Linked DNA regions of Callithrix jacchus: region 1 is linked to region 2. The links are chromatin contacts, called in public Hi-C maps. All regions are on one chromosome and are shown on one strand. The core of a region is the stretch at or near the end of the contact, and the rest is flanking DNA. Distances in the headings are between cores, read along the strand shown. Region 1 overlaps RAPGEF4 (Rap guanine nucleotide exchange factor 4). Region 2 overlaps MAP3K20 (mitogen-activated protein kinase kinase kinase 20).

Region 1 (2,957 bases), core at 106-2,605, 190 kb after region 2:
GCTTAGTTGCTGAGTTTTCAGTAAAGCTGAACCTTTCAGTTTTCTCTTCTGAAAGGGCCAAGCCAAGACAGAGCTATGTGATATGTTTCTTGTCCCAGGACCAGGAACACATCAACCAACTCCTGGGCCTCAGAGACTCCCAGGTCAGCTGGGAGTAGGCTTTGAAGAGCAAAGCCTACCTTCAACAGTGGATTCACCAGCTGGGCCTCTGCAGTCCACAGAAAGGCTCCTCTTGCTTTTTTCCTATCTCAATCAGCTTGTCATATTCCCATTTAAACATCTGTAAAACTGATTTTGTTTCTAAAACATAGTATGCTGTATATCCTCCAAACTCATTTTCCTGGCAGTTCAAGTTAGGGTTCAGGAAAACCTCATGTCCTTACTTAGAAGGGACTATTCAAAGGGCTGGAAGCTGGAATGGGCATCAAGGGATGCCAGGATCTCACCCCATACAGAGACACCAGATCACCATGTTATGCAAAAGAGTAGACTCAGTGAACACAGTCCATTTAAAACTTACGAGTGGGTTATGTTTTGCTAGGCCTCTGTCATCTGTTCTTTCTTTACTTAGCTTTCTTTGGTCAAACACAGTAGGGCACAGGGTAATCAAAATGTTTCTTTCATTCTCAATACTATTATTTATCCACCCCCTATGCTTCCAGAGCAGCGTTTTCAATAGAGCCATCGTGCCAATCCAGGAGGCATTTGGTAATGTGTGCAGACATTTTTTGTTGTCACACGGGGGGGTGGAGGGCATGCTAAGAGGTGCTTCTAGCATCTGTTGGGGAGAGGCCAGGGATGCTGCTAAGTGTCCTTCAACACAGAAGATGACTCCATGACCAAGAACTGTCCTGCACCAGATGTCACAAGTGCTGAGGCTGAGAGACTGTGTGCTCCGGGTAATTCTCATTCGTTTCATCTCAGCTTGGTCTTTCCCCTCAGCTCTGAACCCTTCCCTTTATCATGTGCTCTGGCTTTCTTTTCTGTTTTGCTCCTTGACTATTCCACACGTGTCCCCTAGTTCCATGAGGCCAGGCACCATTTCTCACACTGGTGTGGCACTGTGGTACTCACTGGAGTTGGATGGGAGGCCGTTGGGAGGTTTTCTCAGCAAGTGCAGGTACATAAACCAGAATCAAAGGTGCTTAGGAATGAAATCTTCCCTACGAATTACATAACTATGCTTCACCTTAAAAAATAAAGGCTTACAAATGATGAAAGGATAATTTCCTCTTTTCAGGAACATGCAGTGCTGAAACAGAAGCTCACAGACTTGCAGAACTCCTAACCCCAGTGAAATCCAAGGACTGGCCAGTTAGCTCTCTCCTTTTGCTGCCTGCACTCTCCTCAGCAGCCTCCTATATATTTTTTTAGACTGGGAAAGTGGGTTCAGAGAGTGTTTCCCGCATGCTCTGTTCTTATTGTGTGGTACCCACAACTGGCCTCCCTGGACCCTATGAGGCTTTATGGCTTTTTAAAAATTTCCCAACCAACTCATTTGGATTCCATGGCAGGGTGATTAGAAGCTGGAAGCAGACTGGGGAAGGCAGACTCTCTGTAGGAGAGAACGCTAGGTCTCCAGCGATCCCAAGAGCCTTGAGCAATAAGACAAGGGAGCTGTGCTACGGCTTCATTGCTTAGCTCTCTTGGCAGCACTAGCTCTGTCCTTTTACTAGCTGGAAGACGATACAGCTGCGTGGCACGCAGGCCTCACCAATTCCCTCATTCCTATATTCAGGGGATGAGCTGCTGTGTGCTGCATCTGCCTGGAATTTTAAGAGAAACACAAGACAGAAGAACTTGTGAGGACCTGCCCTATAAACAATGAACACATTTAGGAGGGACAGAAAAAGAAAATTGTTGCAAGAGGAACATGGGGAAGAAAATAATTTCAAGACAAGCATTTGGAGATGCAAACGGCTGCCTTTAAGCACCACAGCAAGTTGGGTCTCTAATAGGTACTCCTTGCCCTCTTGCTGTGTCCCACTTACACACACTTTTTTATTTTTAGCATGAGTCTATTTCTGTGTGCATGTTCTATTAGAGATTAGTGTTTCTTCAACTATATGCCACATGTAAGAGGTCAAGCACATTTTGAGTACCAAGCTAATAATAAATGAAGATGTTTTCTAGCTTGAATAACCAACGATCGACAAACTACTCATATTTGCTACAGAAACTCACAACACACCTGCCTCACTTTTGCCCCAAACTGAATATTAGCCAACTGTTGTTCCTCTTGGTGGAGAGAAGCCTGCTAGGTCGTGAGGAGACAGTACTCAACCCTGCAAACAGTTGGCTTCCTGGCTATTCCTCCCAGGAGCAACGTGAGTACCTGGATAAAAATGGATCTTCTGTCCTCTTTCAACTAAAGATAAGGTTTATGGCAAAAGCAACAAGCAGGTATTTCAGAGAATGACAGAATCTACCAGCAAAACTTCTGAAGTCATTCCAAGCAATGTGGGTCCTTCATGTTCTACTTAGGAACTGGATTTATTTTTATTTACATTGTGTCTGCGAAGAAGCAGACATCCCCTCATCTCCCCCACTCTCCATATACAAATGACAATGTCTTTTAAAATTCTCCCTCTGAGGCAACTGTAAAAAGGAGATAGGTCACCTCCCTCCAAGTGTCCCACCTTTTCCATTGTTACACTAGCGTGAGTGATATTTCTATTAAAAAGCTCACTGGTGAGCCTGTGTTTTTATTCCGAAGGCAAAAGTCACAGCTGGATCCCAGCTGAAGCTTACCTCCCACGTTAGAGCCAAGCGGCTCACAGCAACGTTACTTAGTCCCATGACGATGGCAAAAAAGGAATTCAGATTTTTATACTCCTTACAGCTGAAACACAAGATATGAGTGTTTGAGTAAAATGTTACTTCTGAGTGAGATAAAAAAAATTAAGAGTTCTATTTCTGATTGTCATTAATATTTGTCAGGACTCCTTTATGAGAAC
Region 2 (2,804 bases), core at 15-2,514:
GGTGTCAGGAAGCGTTCCCCTGCAGATGTGTTATTCGACTGCTATGTGAATGATGAACAGGAGTCAAGGTGGGGTGTGATGGCAGGTGTGGTGAGCAGCTAAAATGGGATACGTTTTAAAGAAAGGAAACTGTACTTGCAAAGACCCTTAATGGGGGAGAAATATGCATGTGTTGAGGGACTGAAAGCTAGAAATTAAGGGGAGAATGATCTTAAGCTGACGCTGGTGAGGCCAGAGTACAGAGGGTCTTGTGAGTCTTCTTAAGTATTCTGGTCTTTTTTTTTTTGAGACCGAGTCTCACTCTGTCACCAGGCTGGAGCACAGTGGCATGATCTCGGCTTGCTGCAACCTCCACCTCTCGGGTTCAAGCAATTCTCGTGCTTCAGCCTCCTGAGTAGCTGGGACTACAGGTGTGTGCTACCATGTCCGGCTAATTTTTGTATTTCTAGTAGAGATGAAGTTTTGCCATGTTGGCCAGGCTGGTCTTAAACTCCTGGGCTCAAGTGATCCACCCGCCTTGGCCTCCCAAAGTGCTGGTATTGCAGGCATGAGCCACCATACCAAGTATTCTGGTCTTTGTCTTAAAATTAATAGGAACTCATATATGGATTTTAAAGGACAGTGATCTGATGACAGGTATACTGATCTCTTATTGCAAAACACAAATATTACTTACATGCTTTGTTTTATTAATTATCTCAGCCCAGAAAAAAGTCTCTCATACCTATACTTGAGCTCACTGTATAACTTTTGAATTAGTAAATAAAAATTTTTTTACCTCACTGGTACTAGATAGATATTTCAAAAAAATAAAAATAAATAAGGTTATTATAAAACAACAAACAGCCCAAAAAAATATCTAGCAACAGGAGTAAACAATGCAGTAGTTTTCAAAGTGCATGCAGTGTTCACTTTGCATCAGCAGATGGCGTAAGGCGTCATGTTACTGCCATGGCTATCTGGAGCAGAGATGAAGTTACCTAAATCTCTGCTGAGTCAGGAGGGGAATAATGTCAGCTTCCAAACATGCTATTTATATTCATGCATCATGTGACCTGGCTTAAATGTTTGATCCTGGGTTTACTCTTCCACTCATACAATATAGTTTTCTCATTACTAAGTTTGTTTAACAAGCTTTAATAGGATTTATGACATCCAAAGTTTTCTATATTATCCCTATCCCCCTCCACCAGCCGACACAAGTGCTCTGCAAATTTCAAGGTAAACAGTATTCTTGTTTCTTACGGAACAGAGGCCAAGCTTCCTAACAAAGAGTAAACACAGAGAAATGTAACCATCTTTTGTCTCAGAAGATACGATTTCAGCATTCTTTTTTTTTTTTTTGAGACAAAGTTTTGCTCATTACTCAGGCTAGAGTACAGTACACGATCTCAGCTTCACTGCAATGTCCACCTCCCAGGTTCAAGTGATTCTCCTGCCTCAGCCTCCCAAGTAGCTGGGATTACAGGCATGCAACACCATGCCCAGCTAATTTTTTAATATTTTTATTAGAGATGGGGTTTCTATATGTTGGTCAGACTAGTCTTGAACTCTTGACCTCAGGTGATCTACCCACCTTGGCCTCCCAGGTTTGGGATTACAGGTGTGAGCTACCACGCCCAGCCTCAAGATTCTTTTCAAATACCTACACAAGGCAACAACCTTGGAGAAACTCTTGCTTACTTATGAAATGCAGGACTTACAAGATTTCCAGAATCATAAAAAAAAAATTTTTCTTTTTCCCTATGCCATGCTCAGAAATCAGGACTGTCATTAAGACCTCTGGTTCTCTTCTTCATTGAGACGAGTGATGATCATTCAAAGCCAGACACTGTGGCGGGGTGTCAGGGCTACCCACCTCCACTCCGCCTTGTTGTGCAGGAATGAGTTACACTTGTCAGGAAGGCTTGTGTCATTTGACATGGACTCCAGAATTGAAATGATTTGCTTGAATGATGGCCGTTTCTGAAGAAGAGGAAATAAGTAATCATTTGGTGGGACTTGAGATATTTAAGAGAAAACGTAAATATCTACAAGCATAGTAATAAACTCAACCCACCTTAACAAAATAAAACATGATACAATGTCCTGATATAGTTATCTTACAATCATTAGATCACTCGGGTTTAAGGAACCGTATTCTCTATTTTCAGTGAATTATTCACAAGGGGAGATTCAGATGTTGTTTTTCTCTCATGCGGTCTAAGGTTGGGATAATTTGTGTTTTTTTCCAGGAAGAGAGAACACTAATTCTTTTAGTTATGATTAAGAACTCCTAAAAGGAGTTTAAAAGTCCTTTAAAAATCTATGTGGTAAATATGGTAAAAAGTTAATGGTACAGGGTGTGTGGTGGGTATGTTAGTGTTCACTGTAAAATTCTTTCCACTTCATGTTTGAAAATTTTTATGATAAAGTGTTGGTGGAAAATCTACCTATCGATCTATTGGAACTAATAAAACTGTCCACATTGGTTTGTCAGAAAACAAAATTCAGGTACTATGAAGATTACGTGGGTGAGGAAATACTCTATACACCAAACCACCATGACACAGAATTTGCCTATATAACAAACCTGGCAACGTACCCCTGAACCTAAAAGTAAAAAAAAAAAAAGAAAACAGTCCCCTGATTTTAAAGCCATCATAACTTCACTGTTCTCAGTATTTATTTTCTGTTATAACTGGCTGGAGTGGAAAGACACTATAAGGTACTGCTCACTAGAAATGAGCAGTGGTTAAGTGTGTTTGGCTAGCAGTAACTATTCTAGTCTGTGTCTTTAGACTCTAGCCAAGGTTGAGACAAAA

Evidence for each region. Hi-C and Micro-C count contacts between places; a contact is called where the count stands out from the background.
Region 1: a contact with region 2 is called in a Hi-C map of skeletal muscle, with 6 times the contacts expected there. The contact joins two enhancer-like sites. A contact is called at or near these places in 3 of 3 Hi-C or Micro-C datasets (induced pluripotent stem cells and skeletal muscle).

What each region holds. Positions count from the first base shown.
Region 1 is chr6:56,459,491-56,462,447 of calJac240_pri, forward strand. RAPGEF4 (Rap guanine nucleotide exchange factor 4) reads right to left here. Exons shown (of 30, transcript XM_035304529.3): 25 at 2,752-2,842. Among named protein-coding and RNA genes, the nearest start is that of MAP3K20, 41 kb to the left of the region's middle. Within about 2 kb of position 1,356, at least 1 of the 16 cell types and tissues checked has an H3K27ac peak or open chromatin away from gene starts, as enhancers often do. A contact at or near this core is called in skeletal muscle, where this site is marked.
Region 2 is chr6:56,273,722-56,276,525 of calJac240_pri, forward strand. MAP3K20 (mitogen-activated protein kinase kinase kinase 20) reads right to left here. Exons shown (of 20, transcript XM_017973405.4): 10 at 1,859-1,965. Among named protein-coding and RNA genes, the nearest start is that of MAP3K20, 140 kb to the right of the region's middle. Within about 2 kb of position 1,265, at least 1 of the 16 cell types and tissues checked has an H3K27ac peak or open chromatin away from gene starts, as enhancers often do. A contact at or near this core is called in skeletal muscle, where this site is marked.